Linked DNA regions of Mus musculus: region 1 is linked to region 2. The links are chromatin contacts, called in public HiChIP or PLAC-seq maps. All regions are on one chromosome and are shown on one strand. Each heading gives the region's core, a stretch centred on a gene start, on an enhancer-like site or on the middle of the called end of the contact. The rest is flanking DNA. Distances are from core to core; before and after follow the strand shown.

Evidence for each region. HiChIP or PLAC-seq counts read pairs in DNA pulled down with a chosen protein or histone mark.
Region 1: a contact with region 2 is called in an H3K27ac HiChIP or PLAC-seq map of embryonic stem cells, with 15 times the contacts expected there. The contact joins two enhancer-like sites. A contact is called at or near these places in 3 of 39 promoter capture datasets (cranial neural crest, embryonic stem cells and liver), 2 of 15 datasets of contacts at CTCF or cohesin (embryonic stem cells and stem cell-derived epiblast-like cells), 41 of 484 Hi-C or Micro-C datasets (the G1E-ER4 cell line, LSK cells, cardiomyocytes and 10 more), 8 of 115 datasets of contacts at active chromatin or transcription factors (embryonic basal ganglia, embryonic stem cells, stem cell-derived epiblast-like cells and 1 more) and 2 of 9 other capture datasets (embryonic stem cells and embryonic trunk).

Annotation. Positions count from the first base shown.
Region 1 is chr8:89,581,631-89,586,947 of GRCm38.p6, forward strand. No RefSeq gene overlaps it. Among named protein-coding and RNA genes, the nearest start is that of Gm26331, 5.3 kb to the right of the region's middle. Within about 2 kb of position 1,656, at least 1 of the 459 cell types and tissues checked has an H3K27ac peak or open chromatin away from gene starts, as enhancers often do. A contact at or near this core is called in embryonic stem cells, where this site is marked.
Region 2 is chr8:88,947,360-88,952,729 of GRCm38.p6, forward strand. No RefSeq gene overlaps it. Among named protein-coding and RNA genes, the nearest start is that of Mir8110, 75 kb to the right of the region's middle. Within about 2 kb of position 2,747, at least 28 of the 459 cell types and tissues checked have an H3K27ac peak or open chromatin away from gene starts, as enhancers often do. A contact at or near this core is called in embryonic stem cells, where this site is marked.

The DNA.
Region 1 (5,317 bases), core at 406-2,905, 630 kb after region 2:
TGCAGTGCTGATGGGACACCCCTTTTCCACACAGCTCTAAAATCTTCTCACCATTCTCAGGTAACCATCCCCAATAGTAATAAAAATCAAAAGGAAAAGGTACTATTTAAATTGGTTTTTAGATCTGTTTCTTCTCTGTTCTTAGATAAGTCTTCAAACCAATGGCCAAGTCATTGATGTGTGCCTTTTCAAGTCAAGAGGAAAAAGATGACTACATTACTACATACTACATTTGCTCTTTGGAGCATAGAAGAAAGAAAGGAAGGAGCTAGGCCAAGTCTGAAGAACGAAGTGCTGACTAGGTAGCTGTCACTTAAACAGGACCTTTAACTATTTTTATGTTCACATTTTCTTCCCTAAATTAAACTTCTTTCCCAAGTTATTCTTCCAGTGATGTCAGCTGCCAATTCTGCATAATTTATTACATAAAATTTGTGAAAAATAAAATTAAAGAGAAGCCCAAAACTAGCACCTCTCTGTATCCACAATTTCTCTGACATTAAAAATGTATCAAGGAACTATTTATCAGAAAGTTATCTGGTTCCTGAATTGAACAAAATATTCAACTATGTGATTTCAGTGAAAAACACTGCCACATTTCTCACAACTATAAACCATAGCTCTGTCATATTAACAATTATACTGTCTCCAAATTAGGGTATAAAACATTTCCCCAATTTCTCATAATGCGTTTACTGTATAAAAGAATAACAGAGCTAATGAAGAATATTTGACCCATATCAAAATCACAAATGTTGGAAAAACATCCCTGATAAGTTATTTCTCTGTCGCTCGTGAAATGAGCCAATTCAAACCAGATTAGATTAGATTAAAGGCAGGTTTATTGAGAAGCTGCTCTCAGACAAGTTCACTGGCTCCAAGGATTGAGGCCAGAGGAGTCACCATGTGGGGTAGAGAAAGAGAAAGGGTATGTGCACACAGATGCAGAGAAAGACCAGAGGAAGGAAGAGAAGGAGGAGTCAGAGGAGAGAGAGAGAGAGAGAGAGAGAGAGAGAGAGAGAGAGAGAGAGAGAGAGAGAGAGAGAGAGAATGCAAAATGTTTGCATTATACAGGGAAGAGCCTCTGGGGGTCTGGGGGAAGGGCAGTCCAGCCTCTGGGCTGTAAAGTTCAGGGTTGAGGGCAGGGTATGCCAGGCAGAGACTGAGGGATGCTGGGAGAACCTGGAGTCCAAGTCTGCTTTGATATGTAAAATATGCACTTCTGTCTCCTGTTCTGCCTAAACCAAACAATCCCAAGAAGTTTTCAGGAAAATGTAAGAACTATGATAAAAGTGACAGTGAAAAATCCACCAGAAATATGCATTTTATCCAGTTTCAGCTTTGTGACAAAGAGTCTCTTTGGAGGAGTGGAGTGGGATTATCCTAAACCATACAGTTGGAAAGATAGATTCATATGAAAAATATTTGTAAATATCAAAAGAACTCTTAAGAAATATTGAGGTGGGTATTTGTATCCTATTGGATTGGCAAAGCATATACATCTATGTAGCTGTCTTTGCTATTTGGGTGTTCTTTTTCCACCCTTCTCTGCCCATTTTCCTATAACTTTCAACCTCCTAACAATAGATAAGAGAGAAGAAAAAAGAAAGAGAAAGGAAAAAGATCCCTGAATAGAGTCAGGGATCAGACAGGCTGTGGCATTATCATCAGAATGCTTCCTGCTTATTAGGGGTGTCAAGTTCCTTGGAGCAAGTTGAATCTTTGCTCTCAGGATAGCTAATGTCTCCTTCTTATTGTTTTCTTTTTCTTTGCATATGACTACTTAACAAATCAAGACCAACAACAACCAACAATAACCAACCACTCCTGTTAACCCATCCTGCCTCTTGGTTGCACCAGCGTTTATATATTCTCTGAAAAGTCACCAGAATTTTCATATATTTTCCCCAGAAACATCACATAATCACAGAAACTCTCTGCAGCTGTCAAAGTCTTGCCTCTACTAGAGCACGAGGCAAATCATAGTCAGCTGCTGTGGATGATGTGAAGCAGTCCCATATACCACACTTGGGATTTAAATGAAAACATATTCCTATATTTCCATGTTTTTCAAAGAAACCAAAGCTCTAAAATTGGTACTAGTCATACACATTGTGTACATGTATATATGTATATATGCATGGCAGCAGCCATGAAGACCATCAATGCAGTTTATTACATAAATATTAAAAAATATCTTCATTAAAGCATTACCAAAAAATTACTAACAGGAAAGGAAAAATGAGTAACTTAAGTATGCTTTATGTAGAAATAGTGTTAACAATTCAATATGAAAAAGTAACATAGACTATTCATAAAAGAAAAAAATGCAGTGTCAAAGAACTTATCAACCAAAGCACATTTTGAACATTTTGATATTTATGGATAGTGAGGTCTTGGGAAAACATGATTTCTCACACACTGGTGATGAGAAAAATAAATGAATATAACTTCTAAAGTAAGGTTTTTGTATGACATTGTTATGTCTTTTAGTGTCTAATTCAGGAAATTGAGAGCCCTCATGTTTGGTGAATAAATACAACTATTATATCTTCCTTATTGTTTGGGCTCTAGTGTGCAATGGCATGTTTTCTCTTCTGAGTGGCTTTCTTTTGAAGTCACTTTTAATCAGATATAATAATGGTGATGCTTGTTTGTTGCTTATATTTCTGGGTTAGGTTTCTGTCCATTGACTCAGGTTTTTGATGCCTTTGCCAGCTAAGTAAGTTCCTTAGCTACAACAGATAGTTATCCTGTCTGTGTCTTTTTGCTGATGAGTTCAAGTCATTTGTATCTAAGGTTCTTCTAAAGAGGGGTTGGCCATTCCAGCAATTCGTTGTTCACATCATGGTTGCTTGTGCTATTGGCATACCTTGTCCTCTCTTCTTAATATTAGGGGTTTGCAGGGCTGGAGAGATGGCTCAGCGGTTAAGACCACTGTTTGCTTTTCCTGAGGTCCTGACTTCAGTTCCTAGAAACCTCGTGGTGGCTCACAACCATCTGTAATGGGATCTGATGTCCTCTTCTGGTGTGTCTGAAGACAGCGACAGTGTGCTCACATATATACAATAAATAAATGTCTTTAGAAGATATTAGGGGTTTGCTGTGGTGGATGTGTTTGATTCTATGTAGACGACCCTTTGTTCATCTCCCCTCTTACAGAGTGTGCGTCTTCTATGCTTCTCTGAGTCTCCTAGAGGTCTAATTTCCCTCTGTCTGGACCTTTCTCTAGATTTGGGAAACAGTCTATCATTTAATTTGACATGTTCCCAATGACTTTTGACTTTTATCTCAGTTTCTTCTGATTATTAGGTTTTGTTTCTTAAACATATATCCGTTTGACTTCTTGGAAGCCTAGGTCATGTTTTCCATTTTAAAACCTTTTCCCAATATAAGCATGATACTTTAAATAATTTGTTTTATTTAAATAATTTGTTATACTTGTATAATTTGAATTTATATAATTCATCGGCACTACCTTCCCACAGTTCTCACCACTGTGCACCCATCCTGTATTTTCCCCAAATTTATATCTACTTTTTAAATTATCACTAACATACCATCCCTTGATTCCAATTAGTATTACCTGTATGTATGTACACAGCTGTGTGGCCATTCACTGCAGCAAGGGCTACAGTGAATGGACTACCTACCAGCCAGCTATATCCTCAAAGGAGAGTGACTTTCCCTCCTTCAACAGCATAAACTTCCAATAGCTCCTCTGCTAGGAGTGGGGACCCCTCCCCATCCATGTCAGAATTTTGACTGTATTTATCTAATATAGATAACTACAGCTACTGTAAGGTGATATGTGCAACAGCCATGCAACTTCCAGAAGTCTGCACTTTACAGCTCTTTTGCCCATCTGCAAAGTGGGCATTCTTTCCACCTTTCTTCCATAATATTCATTGAGTCTTGGGTGGGACAACGATGCTAATATACGCCCAGTCCACAGCTGAGCACTCACTTTTACTAAGGACTTTGACCAGTTATGAATCTTATACTAACAACTACCCAAGAAAAAAAGTTTTTCGATCAAAGTTGAGAGCAACACAACCCTATATGTATAAACATAAATATTTAGGAGGTAGATTGACAACATGACCATTTAACAAGACACTGGTAGGTTCCTCACTAGAATCTGCAGTATCTCCAGTCATGGGCTTTTCACTGGAATTACAGTACCAAGCATGTAATCCTTCCTGTGGACCAGACATTGTAACCAATCAGAAAAGTTGGTTACTTCTATAACTACCATACCACTATCAACACCAGTGGGCACATTTTACTGGGCAGGTTGGTATTGCAGTATTCTGAGTCTCAAGTTTTCATTCTCTCCTAAAATCATAACATCTTTTGGCACTATGTGAGCTAACTTAGAGAAATAATTTCCTGATTAGGATCCCAAATGAGTGATATAGGGTCGTATTGTCTAGTTAAGATGAATAGGTAGGTAAATGCACTGGCAATAGGCTGTGTTGTTTGGGGTATCTCAGGGCATCCAACTAGTAACTCTTAGGAAAGTATCTCCTTATTCCTAGCACTGAGATTTTCATTTAATAATCCATATCTTCTGAGAGCCGCATCATTCACCTATACAGGGTACCTCTGTTTAAATTACGTGTGTGTGTGCGTGCACGTGCGTGCACGCTCTGTGTTCACAAATTAGATTTCCATAAGGCTTCTTCATAAAACCTTACTTTGGTTAACCTACCCTTATTCTCTTCTGACCCCAGACTCCCAATCCCAACTTTTAATCCCAACTATACTCCTTGTTTCCATATGGTGCCTTTTTTCTAGTACCCACTCTAATTAAACATTTTTTTGAGTTGAAAGAATGTTTGTTTATATAGGTTTTCCACACAGATATAGTAGCTGTACCATGCAGATCATGATCCTCAATTCTATTGGGTTGATCCATGTGTTTGTATTTCTTAAGACTTCCCTAACTCTATACTAATTTTTAAGTTCTCTGTATATCCCTGATATGAATTCTCTGTCAATTGTATAGCTGGCAAAGGTTTTCCTTCATTCTGAGGGCCTTATTTTCCCTTTATAGTTCACTGTGCATGGAGTCATTTGAGTTTAATGAGAATACATCCATCAATTGTGGGTCTTAACTTCCTGTATTATCAAAGTCCTATTCATGAATTGCTTGCCAGTGACTATAAGTTGAAGTATACTTCCAAGTTTATTTCTAGCAGTTTATCAGTATCATGTCCTATGTTGAGATTCTTCATCCACTTGGGATTGATTTCTGTGCAGGGAGAGAAATAAGGCTCTAGTTTCATTTTTCTGCATTCTGAAATCCAGGCAT
Region 2 (5,370 bases), core at 1,497-3,996:
GAGTGGGGAGAGGGGCTGTATGGGAAGGTGTGGAGGGAGAAAGAAGTGTTATAATTAAAACACAGTCTCAAAAATAAATAACAAGCAGGGGGGAGGGGGAGTCTGGGGGAGATGGCTCAGTTGGTAGGATACTTACTGTATAAGCTCGAGGACATGAATTTAATCCCCAGAAGCCATATTAAAAAAAAAAAAAAAAAGAAGCAAGGTATGATGACTCAGCACTTATAATCCCATTGATGGGCGGTAACACACACAGATCCCTGAGGCTACGTAGCCAGCCTGCTCAGTCTAAATGACAAGCCAGGCCTCAAAAAGCAAAGCAGACATTTTATTTTTTATAGATTATAAAGTATGATACTTGAGGCTGGCCTTTGGGTTCTACACATGTACACACACACACACACCAAAAGTTACAGTCCCTATTCTGTATTTAAAATATATACAGTTAATAAGGACAGTACTGTGTTAGTAAGAGATGCTGTCCAGGCAGACTTCTCTTTTCTTCTTCTCATGTGCCCTTATGGTCTCTACTTAAACCTCTGTTGTATGTAACAAAGAAAGGCAACAGATGTGTTTGGATAAAGGATAGAGGTAGAGACACAAATGGACCTGTGAATCCTGTCCACAGGCCACCACAGCTGTCACCATCCGTCCCACGCCTCTGCATGGAGAATTTGATCTTTTGAGCTGTGAGTCTGGCAGTCTTGTGGCTTTTCCACCATTGGTGGTAAGGCTTCTTACAGTAGCGTGGTCACTTGGTGTCTCCTCAGTGAGCCCAGGACTGTGAGGAGTCTGAGGGACCCTGAATTCCCTTCTACATTTACCCAGCAGAGACCACCACCAGAGTCCCGGCCATGAACTTCAGCTGCTTTGGCAGGACCTGCACTTATGTCTCTGCTCTGCAGGAATGAGGGCCCTCAGGACTCTTAATTTGTGGGAGGCAGGAGTTACTGTGTGAGCAAACTGGACGTTCTGATGTCTCCCTGGTAGCCAGACAGTAGATGTGCTGTGAAGGTTTGTCTCTAGCAACCAGACAGTGGTTGTGCTGTGCAGGTTTGTCGAGTGAAAGAATGAGCGACTGAGTGAACAGTGTTGCTTTCCCTGGGTGACTCACTTCTGAGGTTCCTTTTTATCTCTGGGTTCCTGCAGGCCTGGCTGGGCCCTGCTGAAGGGCCTCGGATCATGCCTTCCTCCTACAAGCAGATGCTCTTTGACCTAGAGCAGAGTTTCAAGCTCTAGAGAGCTTCTAATCTCCTAATCTGTCACAGCGAGGGCCACCAGGCCCCTGCTCCAGCCAAGTCTCCGCCCAGCTCTGTCTCACCTGGGCTGACCCCTACATTGCCCACTCTCTTTCCTCTGGAGTCAAAAATCCCTCTGAAGGCCCTTCCTGGCTAGAGCTGTGGCTCGCGTGGGAGCTCACTCCCCATCTTGCTGACACCCACACTCTGTTGATCCCTCAAAGATCCAGTCCCGCAAAGGAATCCTCGACTTTCGAAAACTATAGATTGATCAAAAATTATAAACAGATTGAATTGACCCCAGGGAACAGAGCTAGTGTCTGCCCCATTGATACGCCAATGTTACAATGGTTGCTGACTGATTGGCAACCAGGAATTCCCAGAACTGTTTTCAGGGTAGTTGGGGCTGGAGGGAGGCACGGCTTCAAAGAGACTTTGCACATCTTGCCCTATCAAAAATAACAGATCACGGAAGCGTAACCTCTCCCCAGAGCAGATACGCATTTGCAAGGCAGCGAAACTACATAATTACAGACATAACGCGCTAAAAATAGGCCCTGTGCCCGCACAGGCAGCCAGAGCGTGGCACCCGAGCACAGCACTGCCACGTGTGGCTGTATTAATAGGGGCTGTGGCACCGTCCCAGGTGACAGATGAGGTGACTCGAAGGATTACAGCCACGGAGCACAGAGATCACGGAAACGTCCTGTTGCCCAGTGCCTGCTAAGGACTTGAGGACAGGACAGGGCAGAGGGAGCTGGTGCTCCACAGCTCAGTTACAACTGGAGCGAACTGTGATTGTGGGTCTCAGGACAGCTAGGACGACGGCTGGGGGATGGATGAGGTTCCCCAGACAATCACTGCACAATGTGTTGAAGGGTTTTACCCTGCCTCAAAAATATGCACACTAATTATGTGTCAATTAGAGATAGGCAAGAAGCTGAAGCTCAGAGAGGTTAAACAACTCTCCCAGAGCCACACAGCTAGAGAGGCAGTCTGAACTGAAGACTGACCTCAAAGGAAATTTTCTTGCCCGCCGCATCCCCAGTTGATTTACTAAGTCCGCCATTTCCTCTTGACTTCTCATCATGGCTAACCAGGGAAGGAAGGAGAGAGCCTTCTAGAACATCTTCAGGGCACAGCTGCCTTGATTATTATTTCATAACCTCTTTCCCAGCTGGTCCAAGCCAGCCCCTCAGCTCTGTTTCTAGTAGGCCAGAGGCTCCCACCCGAGGGGCAGAGAGCTGCCCAGGCCTGTAAGCCTTAGGTCAGTGCTGCTCTAATGAGGAGCCTGTGCTCCGCCATCTGCCTCAGGTGCGCCAGGCACTGATGGTGGGCTGACAAGAGCAGAGCTCTCAGCGCCTCCTGAAGCAGCTGGCTTTTGTGGAATGGATGCCGGGAACTGACTTAGGTCAGTAAATGGCAGGACAGATTCTAAGACTCGGGCCACTGGGCTCCAGGGTTGATACTCTCTCTCCTTGCCTGACTCACTGGCCACCTCCCCAGCCAATGAGGAGTCTCCAGTATACAAGAGACGCTTTCGGCAATTGACTTTTCGCCACAGGCCCTCTTCCTCCTGCGTAAGCTCCCACACCCTAACACCTGACACTTGCCCTATACCCCCCCACCCCCAGCCTCCCAGATCCAGAGCCAGAGACATATATCTCAGTTTCTTCCTGGAAGCTCCACAGCAGACAAGGAGCAGGTCAGCTTTCTTCTGGCCCTGAGCTATACCCCAGAACCTTCCTTAAGCCTGGTAGCTTGAAGAGTCTCAAGCTCCCAAATTTTCCTGTTTCCCTGGTAAATTTAAGGTCCTCTCAGCACAACTAGGGTCATTCGGGAAGAAGGACCCTCCATTGAGAAAGTGTGTCCATAAGATTTGCCTCTTGGCGAGTCTACAGCATTTCCGTAATTAGCGATTGATGCGGAAGGCTCGTTGCAGACAGTGCCGGGTGCCACGTCACATAAGAAAGCAAGCTGAGCAAGCCACGAGGAGCAAGTCAGTAAGCAGTGTTCCTCCATGGCCTCCGTTCCACCTCCCTTACCTTTGTAGCGTGTAATTATAAAAGTCAATCCATGCTATGGCCGGCTAGGCAACGGCAACGGCAACGGCGGTCTTCCCACACCCAAGGAAAGCCCCAAGCCGCGGCGGTCTGCCCAGGTTCCTGCGGTTAGCTGCCGTTTCCAAGCCAAAATGGGGATAGCCATGGGCGCGGAGAGACCGCCGTTGCCGGTGCCTCGCCAGCCATAGTGTGGATTGATTTTTATAACTGCACACTACAACCTTGAGTTCCTGTCTTGATTTCCTTGAATAAAGGACCGTGATATAGAAATGTCAGGGAAATTAATCCTTTCCTCCCCAAAGGAGGAGGTTACCATGGTGTTTTCTTAGCGCAATAGAAACCTCAACTAAGCTGCGCGGTGGCGCACGCCTTTAATCCCAGCACTTGGGAGGCAGAGGCAGGCGATTTCTGAGTTCCAGGACAGCCAGGGCTAACACAGAGAAACCCTGTCTCGAAAAACCAAAAAGAAAGAGAGAGAGAGAGAAAGAGAGAGAGAGAGAGAGAGAGAGAGAGAGAGAGAGAGAGAGAGAGAGAGAGAGAGAGACCTTAACTAAGATGCTGATCAAAGCTGGGAGTGCTTTCTTTCCTGGGTACACAGAAAACAGAAGGCGGTAGTGAATGAAGGGTGAGACCACGGTGGCTGACCAGGCTTGGATCTCAAAGCTCTGACGTAACAGTCAGACAAACGCTTTCTTCCACACTACACAGGTCACACACTTGCCTGGCTTTGTTTCAAAACGCATGCAAGGCAGGGTATGACGGCACACACTTGTGATTCCAGTGAGTCCAGCGCGGACAACATAGAACCTATCTCAAAATAACAAGACAAAACCTTATTTTTTTTTCCTCAAAAAAGAAAGCCAACATCTACCAAGGCCAAGTCAGAAAGCTCTCTAGTCCCCCACCAGCAAATGAGGGAGAGGGGGATGCTGGGTTCCTTGAGAGGAGGCTCCTCTGATGCCCAGACGCAAGGGCCAAAGATGGCGAAGCTAATACGCAGGGGGAGAGGGCAACAGAACAGGAAGTCAGCCCGGAGCCTGGCCATCCATCCCAGCATGCCTTCTCCCTCAGAAGCAGGGAGGGCGTGGTGGGAGCCCGATACTCACAGGCTCCAGTGTACCTTGACTCAAGCCACCTGGTCCCGCAGCGTGTCTTCTTTAGTCATATGTTTATTTTTAATCTGACATTCCCAGGGTGAGTAATTCGTATTTTTGAAATTTGCTCTCATGTTGGTTGTGGTGAAATATGCATGTAGCTACAGTCACCAATTTTAAGTGCACTATTCTCGTCTCGTTGCTTGGCAACTATACCACCGGCCACACAGTTCTCTGTGTGTGTTTGCCTGTGTGCACGTGTTCATGGGTCCGCACCTAGGTGAGAATCGTGTAGTGGTCAGAAGACAACCTCATGAGTTGCTTCCTGGGGAACAGTCACCTTTTTATTGAGACAGGCATCTCAAACTCAGTTCCCCACACTCACAAGGAAAGTGCTTCACTGATAAGAGACAACTTTCTAACACCCCCCCCCCCCAATTGGAACTCTGTCCCCATAAGAGAATGGCCTATTCTTTCTCTTCCTGCCCCGGGCAACCAGCATTGTGCCTCTCATCTGTGTGTGTCAGACCATTCTAGGTATCACAGGTAAGTGGGCTCCTAAAAGATTTGTCCTTTTGTGAATGGTTTGTTTAATTTAGCGTGTTGCCTTTAATGTTGATGCGAGTTACCACAAATGGCAGCATTGCCCGTTTCAAAGAGCTGAAGGATACTCCATCATGTGGCCACACCCTTGGGCAGAGACCCTGGCCTTCACTTTTGTGAGTGGCGTGGCGCTGCTACAGCTACAATTAGTTAGGGTTGTTTTGGTTTGGTTTGGTTTGGTTTTTTTGTTTTGTTTTGTTTATTGAGTGGTTGTGTTGGGAGGCAGGGGGCTATAAAAGCTCAGAGACTGGAATAACTTGTCAGGTAAGGTTGCTCCTGAGTGACCAGGTGATTCTGAACCAATGTGACCTCCCCTTGGCTCCTCTCTATTCTTTTGAATAAATATAAAGTTATAATCTGGTGAACTTAGAA